2 separate regions of the Mus musculus genome follow, and region 1 is linked to region 2. Evidence: chromatin contacts called from public Hi-C data. All regions are on one chromosome and are shown on one strand. The core of a region is the stretch at or near the end of the contact, and the rest is flanking DNA. Distances in the headings are between cores, read along the strand shown. Region 1 overlaps Mtss1 (MTSS I-BAR domain containing 1). Region 2 holds the start of Sqle (squalene epoxidase).

Region 1 (4,193 bases), core at 21-2,520, 270 kb after region 2:
GAGTGACTTGGTTTTGCATGTTTTTGCGTGCCACTGTAAATAGGTTTACATCTTTGAAAACCCATCCTGGGAATGTGCAGATGATGATGTGCCAGGACCACTCAAAGGAGCTCAAGGTTTTCAGGAGGAGAGAAATGGGCTCCAGGCAGAGTAGAACATGTCTAAAAGTGAGCATGGCTTTAATAGTGAAAGTCATGATTGCTAATGTCCTTTGCGTCCTGTGAGCTGGACTCTGTTTTGAGTGTTTTAGAGTTGTCTCTTCTTTGTTATTGGTGATCCTTCCCATGACCCACATTGGATGCCTGGTGTGTATACTTTCTCACATACACACACACACACACACACACACACACACACGATAAGCTTTATTGTATAAATCAGGCACAATGAGATTAACAACATCTAATAATGAGATCAGTTACAATACGACAATAAGAGCTACTTGAAACTTAGGAATTGTTTATTTCTATAATTTTACATTCAATGTTTTTGGATTATGGTTGATTGGTTAACGGGTAGAGCTGGGTAAGAGGGCCCAGGGTCTTCTTAAAGCACCATGTGATGAAAATCTCAAGGGACAGACTCAAAACAGGTCGTGTCTGGACACTGATGCAGGTCACGTGGCCAGTGAACTGGAGCCCCTCCCCTAACCTGGACCGGGACCAGTAAGTTAGGATCCCTTATGTAAGGAGCTTCTGGCCTTAGCATGTGCTTATATTTGGTTTTAAAGTGACTTCAACCCAACGGCATTAAAAACCCCAGTTCATGCAAAAAAACCTTGGTATGGAGCTGAGATGTCTAGGTTTGACTTTTGGCTGTTTAACTGTGTAACCCCAAGTTTTAATTTCCTCACGGTAAAAAGAACTGGGGTGTGTGTGTGTGTGTGGGGTTCCCGAGATAAGACCAGCAAACCTTCCTTCGTTCACTCATTTTCCATGGTATTAAACACTGCGTAAGTCTTGTTACATCAACTGCATATGAGGTTGGGTGGGGTAAATCCCTTTCCTAATTTGTCTTCAGGACTTCTGCTTTTATTCCAGAGACAACAGAAGAGAGGAAGCGGCCTTAATCAGATGAAGACAGAGGGCGGGAGCAAGAAACCTGGGTGCCGGAGATGGGCATTTGGGCAGGATTGAGTTGTGGGACTCCCCCTGCAGTTGGAGTTGTGTGTGGTGGGGCAGGTGGAGCTGGGACCAAGTGCATGGGGGGGGGCGGGGGGTGCTTTCACCAGTGACTTAGGACTCCAAGGCCGGTGAGGAAATCTGTCTGGCTTAGGTTCCGTTAAGCGACCTTGCTGCTTTAGAAGGTGTCTGTGACCTCAGTGGACGGTGCACACCTTTAGGGTGTGTTTGTTAAATGCCACGGGTCTGCACTTTCTGGGCATGATGTTGTCCCTGAAGATATGTGTGCTCAGTCAGGTTCAGCCTTGAGGGCTGTGGTGGACAATCGGGTGGGACTCTGCAATCTGTTTAAAAGCTTCCTGGCTATGCCATCTGCCTATAACCCACCCATGGCGTCTCCACCCACACAGAGAAGCTCCCTAGAGCGTTAGGACATCTGGTCCCTCTGTTCGTGCATCTCCCAGCCTTCACGGGGCCTCTGTATGTGCTCAGGATCTCCCTGAGTTGTTTGAGTCCCACGACCTCTGAATCTGTCATGCTTAGGGCCTCAAGGGCACATGCTGCTGTTGGCGCCTTCCAATCACCGTTGTCCCTACAGACCGTGAAAGCTCCAGCCGACAACCACCTGTGTTGTCCACCTTTATGGGGAGCCCTGAGACCCAAATGATCATTTATGAGCTTCTGACACTGTTGTACAGATGAGTGACTCTACACAAGAGCTCCCCCACCCCCTCCACTCAAGGGCCTTGGTGGGTCCTGGCAAGGATGCTGGAGTCTTGGGCATGGGAGCCTGCTGGGTTGGACAACTGGACAGAGTGCACTTGAGAGTTCAGAATTTGAATGTTGGTGACCCCTCTCTTAGGGTTCCAGTGTGTCTTCATATTTCACTGTAGCAGGAAGTTCCCTGCCCCCATGAGGAGGTCATGGTCCAGGGGAGGTGGCCACCTGCACTTGGCTGGTTGGGGGAAGGGAGGGACTCTTCCTTTGCTGCCAGATGGTGCTAGGAAACTTCCGAGTTCCAGCCAGGCTGCTCTTGTTTACCCCAGAGTTTTACTTTAACCAGTTTGTTTGAGATTCTAGTAGCCTTTAACTTCTGGATGACTGTAGCATTCCACTCTAGAACTTTCTTGTTTGTAATTAGAGCCATGTGATGACTGTGTACAAAGCACTTTAGCTTCAAACTGGAGGGGGAAAAAAAGTTAAAAAAGAAAAAAGTCCTTTTTGCAGGCTCAGCACTGAACATTAAAAAAAAATTCTTGAAATACTACTTTAAAGGAATGTGTTCATATTCATTCATAAAACACAAAAGGTTTAAAACTGCCTTCAGCTAACCTGTAGCTAAACCTGTGGCCACTGTGGGAAGCTGGCCTTGGGCCATTTCTTCATTGGTTATTTTCAGGCACAGGGGAGAACTCTGGAGTATTTGAGAGACAGGTTCAATGCTAATTTCTCCTTAGGAGGCAAACTTAGCCAGTCAACAGACTCATGGCTAGCACGTTTTTCTTGCAGTCTTCATGTGTCTGTTTCTTGCACATCGTAGGTGTCTAGGGGACGGTCGTTGATTTGCAGAAACATTTAAGACGTCGTGCGCTGCACAGTTTGCTCACAGAAGGATGGGCCTGCTTAGTGCTCAGGTCTCTATTGGAAGGGATGAGGAGGGTGTGTGTGTGTGTGTGTGTGTGTGTCGGTATGTGTGTGTCGGGGTGTGTGTGTGTGTGTCGGGGTGTGTGTCGGGGTGTGTGTGTGTGTTGGTGTGTTGGGGTGTGTGTGTGTTGGTGTGTGTGTGTCGGTGGGTGGGTGTGTAGGAACACTAGGTTAAGATGCTTTGGAAGACACTATCGAGTTTGGTTTTGCTGTCTTAAACTTGACCACTTAGTTATGGTTCACTTGAGTTACACATGTGGGTGTAAGGCGGAAGAACAAAGCTATTAAAAAAAATAAGAATTTTCTCGCAATATTTACTGAAAGAGGAAACGAGCTGGGCAAAGTCAAAACGGGTTTGTGTTATTTATTTATTTTTTTCTCTCTCATGTTCTTTTTGTTTTGTTTGTTTTAAATTGAAGTATGACTTGGTGGGTCCATGATGTCATTATAGTAGCTGACATAAGGATACTGGCCTCTTAGTCTAGGGAGGCTTGTCTGTGCAGGAGAATTTCTTTGATGGTAGGAATACTCTGTGTGTGTGTGAGAAAGAGAGAGAGAGAGAATGAGAATGAATGAGAATGAATATATTCAATATGGTAGTCACTGAATATGGTAGGCAACATGTCTGAGAACTAATTTTTTTTCCTGTCTTTTGATTTCAAGACAGGGTTCCTCTGTATAGCCCTGACTGTCCTGGAACTCCAGGATGGCCTTAAACTCAGAGAGCTCAGCCTGCCTCTGTCTCTTGAGTGCTAGGATTGAAGACATGTACCACCATGTCTGGATGCATAATTGAATTTTTAACTTAAATTTTTTTAGTGAAGGCTGGCAAGAAGGCTCAGTGGGTAAGGGTGCTAACTACTAAGACTGACGTCCTGAGTTCAGTTCCTGTAATTCACGTGGTAGAAGGAGAGAACTTCTGGCCACGGGCTGTTCACTGGCTTCAACATTTGTGCCCATGCCTGCACCCCGCCCTTAAACCAACCAACAAACCAACAAATAAATGTGATACCAAAATGAAGTGAGCTTTAAACAGCCTTGTGAGCTCTCGGCTCCCATCATGCAGTGGAGGTTGTGAAGGTGCCTGTGCCTGCAGGAGATGGCTCCTTTAGTTTTCTGGTATGTGTCAGGAGCCGTCTAATATATCTTAGTAGATATATTCAGAGGTTACCGTGTGGCTCAGGCTGTCAGATGCTAAAGTCAGTTCTAGCCTTTGCTTCCCAGCCATTCAGTGGGTTAGATGTGGGCAAGCATATGTGAGCAGTGAGGGGACCAGGGAGAGAGAATCATGTAAACACTGTACCCCAACTCTCTGTCTTTCTGGTCCTCTCTTTAGCTCTCTGACTTTATGAAACAATGGTCTAACCTCAGCTATCTAAGAACTATGGAGAACGTCTTGCTTCTGCTTCCTAAATGCTGGGATTACAG
Region 2 (4,118 bases), core at 852-3,351:
TCTGCAAACATGAACTTACTTCATTCCCTGAGTACCAGCGACGGTGGTACCACCCTCATCTAAGCTAACAGGAACCTGATTTTGACAGAAATCAAACCATCCCCAAAGTATTACAGCAACAAGTGGCAGAACTAAACTAAAACTCTGAACCAAGTTCTTTTCTTCTACCACCTTTGCTAATTTGTACTATGGACTTTATTAAAGAAAGCAGACCCCAAAGTCTATACTGCTAGGTGGGTAACTCATCCTGGCCACTCTCTCTCATGCACACTGGACACCCAGCTTCAGCATCACAGCAATGTCCCTTCTTGCACGGCTGTGTACTGCAATGTAGTTCCCAAACATTATTTATTCTTACTTTTGTAGAAATCAAGCATTGTTACTCTATCTTTCCAACGCTCTTAAGGGAAAAGTTCACATATCCCTGGCTAGTAGGTCCTACGTGATCTGACTTGCCGCCCTGTTCCTCTCTCATCACCTACCACTGGCCCCATCATTCCCTCGAAGTAATTAATGGCACCACAAATATTTAAAGATCCAGTCTCTAACGTAAGCCTGTCATTCAGCTCTGACTCAACTTAGGAGCGGACTGCGCTGACTAATTGCTTCAATAGATAGTGGGGGACGGATTTCTGCCCAAAACTTTAAAGTGTTAGGCATCTTTATTGCTTTTCAAATTGCTGTCACTTTCCACTGTCTGCCATCACATTTATAAGTAGCCTTACCTGCCACACAAATTCTCCCTTGTCAGGAACAAAAATCATCCTTACCCAGGGATTTTAAATTAAAAGCCACAGTGAGTCTGTCTCCCAAATGAAATTCTAACATTTCCTACCAAAATCAACACCCAATCCCTGAGGTTCACACAACAAATGCTTTTCATCTTCCCTAAGAGCACAGCCACAACACAGTCCAGAACTTTAAGAAACGCAATCAAATGAGAACACTGACGCTTCTAAGCCACCACTTTCGTGACTTTTAAAGAAACCATAAACTTCAGTGACCTCGATCTGAAGTTTAAAATACGATCCCATTCATTTGCCCACTGTGGCATCAGGCATACCTTCTTGGACTCCAGCTGTTCTTTCTTTTCTGATTCAGGTGACTTGGCCCAGAAGAAGCCAATAAGAGGCAAAGCAGAGAGAATATCCGAGAAGGCAGCGAACTGGGCGCCGCTCTGATGGCGGCCAAGGAGGCCCCCGTGTCGATGGCGACAGCGGTAGGAGAGCACCAGGCCCAGCGACAGGAACACCAGCACGCACAGCAGGAGCTCCTTGTTGGCCAGGGTGACATCCCCGCATTTCTTATAAAAATAGGTGAAGGTAGCAATGCCAAGAAAAGTCCACATGGCTCAAAAGGCTTCTTTGGTGGCACCAGCCAAGGCTGAGGATTTTGTGTTTTGGGGGTCTCTTGGGGGGGTCTTTTTTCCTCGGAAGGTCTTCAGTGATTAAAATGTCCCCAAAATGTAGTTCTCAAAGGGGTTCGGGGCAACCGGTCGAACTTCTTCCAATAAATAGTTTCAGGATCACGAGTCAGATGTGATCAATTTTTGAAATCATTGAGAGTGCAAATGTATCTTAAGTTGTCCAGATCTTAAAAGGCAGCATTTAAAGCCTGCCTACCCCAACGGCTCCTGATTACACACTTCTTCATTCAGCCAACTGATGGACACGGGCCTCTCTATTGGGCTGAGGGGTGCGAATGTGGCTGTATACTTCGATGTCCGCTCGCCTGGCTGTAAACGGTCTTTTGTCACCAGCAGCAGGTGCTCGGTAGGAAGGAGTCGGGAGCGTAGAAGGATCTGGGTGCTGGGAAAGCTGCCCTTAGCAACACTGCCCCGGCAGCCTTCTCCAACAAAAGATGGCCACGGCGTCCCGAAGCGCGGCGGCAGCCTGGCAGCTCAGCCCTCCCTTGGAGATTCCTCCTCAAGCAAGCCCCGAAGTCACGGCCGGGAACCTGTCCGACCGACACTTGCCTTCCTCGAGAGTGAATGGCTGTCTCGGATGAGCGTCCTTCAGAGCGAGGCGAAGGCTCCTGCCCGCCGGGTCCCCAGCATCCCTCGCGGACAGTAACCAGAGTAACCGCTGCGCGCCCCGCTCGCAACCCGGCCCCACGCGCTTCAGCCGCCCGGCGGGCTCGGCCCAGCCCAGGGACCGGGAGGCGGGGCTCCGGCCCGGCACCGCCCCTTGAGCGGACCCCGCCTCCCACGCCGTCCGAACCAATGAGAGCGCGCACCGCGCGGTAGGCTGAGATGGCGCTATAGAGCGTTTGTCCAATGGCGGGCGGCGCACTCCGCGCGGCGCCAGTCGCAGAGGCGCTAGGGCGATGTTGCGTGGTGCGGGGCGGGTGCGTGGGGTGGGCGCGGGGCCGGTGGGTGAATGGGGCGGTGCCCGCTCGGCCTGGCCGCCGCGGGGTCCTCAGGCCCCACCTGCGGAGGGTGGAGCTCGCTCTGGAGGAACTCTTGGTGGCTCCTGGTGGCTCAAACGCAAGAGAGCTACAGGAGTCATCCGGGCGGACTGGATGATCACGGGCTAGAAAGGCGAGGAGGACGTGACACGCCGGCGAACCTGCCATAATTAGTGGACGAGGACTAAAGAAAATGAGAGAAGTCAGTAGGTGGAGATGGATCACGCCTTTAATCCCAGAACTCGGGATGCAAGAGGATCTCTGTGAGTTTGAGGCCAGCTTGATCTGCATAGCGTGTTCCAGACCAGTCAGAGATACACAGTGAAATCCTTCTCGGGTTAAAGAAAGAATGAGAAAGGAAAAAAAAAAAAAATGTCCTAATCAACAGCAATCCCAAAACTGTTTAATAAGATCATTTTATGTTTTAAGCACTATGCCAGAGCGTTGCAAACATTCATTCAACCCTTACAGCAGTCTTGCAAGAATGGCATTACCTTTCTGTTACAGAAGTAACCGAGCAGTTTATCTGCCGTCGTTCATGAGACTAACAACATCATTTTATACTATCCACAGCTACTGTCATGTAACCGAATTTCAGACTCGACAGTACCATTTAATTATCAAGCTTTCGTTGAGTTCTTAGTTATCTATGGTTTAGGTCTCACCCTAAACACTTCTCAGATATCTTTATTAGTTTCTGCGATTTTTTTTTAAGTCATTCAAACAGGTACAGTTGTTTAACCCGTTTATCCTTTAATAATGAAAGAAGTAAGTCTCACAGAACTGTATCCTACCAACCCTTTGCAGCAGGCACAGCCAACTCTATCTAGCTCCACATTTCTTCCTTCCTTTCGATTTGTTTACTTATGTATTTTGTCTACATGTATGGCTGCACTTTAGAAGAAGGCACTGGATCCCATGGGACTACAGTAACAGTTGTAAGCAGCCATTCGAGCACTAGGACTTGAACTGTGGACCTCTCATAGAAGCCATTGCTCTTAACAGCTGAGTCATCTCTCTGGCCCTAACACCACATTCCTAATGAGGGTCTCTCCATGTTCCTAAGTCCAACCAACAATAAGCTGAAATTCTAGGCAACTTAAATGAGTCTTAACCTTGCCAAATGTCTCCCACCTTTGGGCACTAGTAGGAGAAAATGAGATGTATCTAATACTCTCAAAAAGCAGCATTTGCACAGAACATAGGATGAGATCTTGGTGGTCAGTTCCACATGTCAGGCATACAAAGAGGCAAACTAAAACTGTCACTCCTGAAGCTAAGGAATTGTGTCCGAAGGTAAAACACGGAATTAACTCAGGGAAAAGACTGTCCACATTGAAAAACAGAACTCAGGATCCTTCTTGTTATTCTGATTTTGGCCAAGACAATGCAACCATTACTAGATAATCCACTTAATCGGACATAGATTAGAACATAACAGTCATTGATTATCAATCGCATGACTCAATGCTTTAAAGCTCTATCCCACTTCCACACTATTTTAATTCTTTTGGGCAAACAAAACATCAGGCTACAGTCACAGTATTGGGAAGTATCTATGAGCCTGTCAGGAATGGTGCTCTAGAAAGAACTTGAATGACAAAATAGCCACTATTCAAATGCTGCTCTTCAGAACCCAACAAGTAGCTGGTGCAACAAAGGGAATGGGTCTGAAGATTCATCTTGTCTGAGTCAGTATTTGACATGTATGA

Evidence for each region. Hi-C and Micro-C count contacts between places; a contact is called where the count stands out from the background.
Region 1: a contact with region 2 is called in a Hi-C map of bone marrow-derived macrophages, with 28 read pairs. A contact is called at or near these places in 11 of 39 promoter capture datasets (the 3T3-L1 cell line, the C10 cell line, the HPC-7 cell line and 7 more), 4 of 484 Hi-C or Micro-C datasets (the 3T3-L1 cell line, the C2C12 cell line, bone marrow-derived macrophages and 1 more), 33 of 130 datasets of targeted methods (the NIH/3T3 cell line, the SCID.adh cell line, VIP interneurons and 24 more) and 4 of 9 other capture datasets (adipose tissue, liver, macrophages and 1 more).

Annotation. Positions count from the first base shown.
Region 1 is chr15:59,045,853-59,050,045 of GRCm38.p6, reverse strand. All of the region lies in intron 3 of Mtss1 (MTSS I-BAR domain containing 1), which reads left to right. Among named protein-coding and RNA genes, the nearest start is that of Mtss1, 34 kb to the left of the region's middle.
Region 2 is chr15:59,313,075-59,317,192 of GRCm38.p6, reverse strand. Sqle (squalene epoxidase) reads right to left here and starts at 2,101. Exons shown (of 11, transcript NM_009270.3): 1 at 1,064-2,101. The coding sequence starts at 1,348.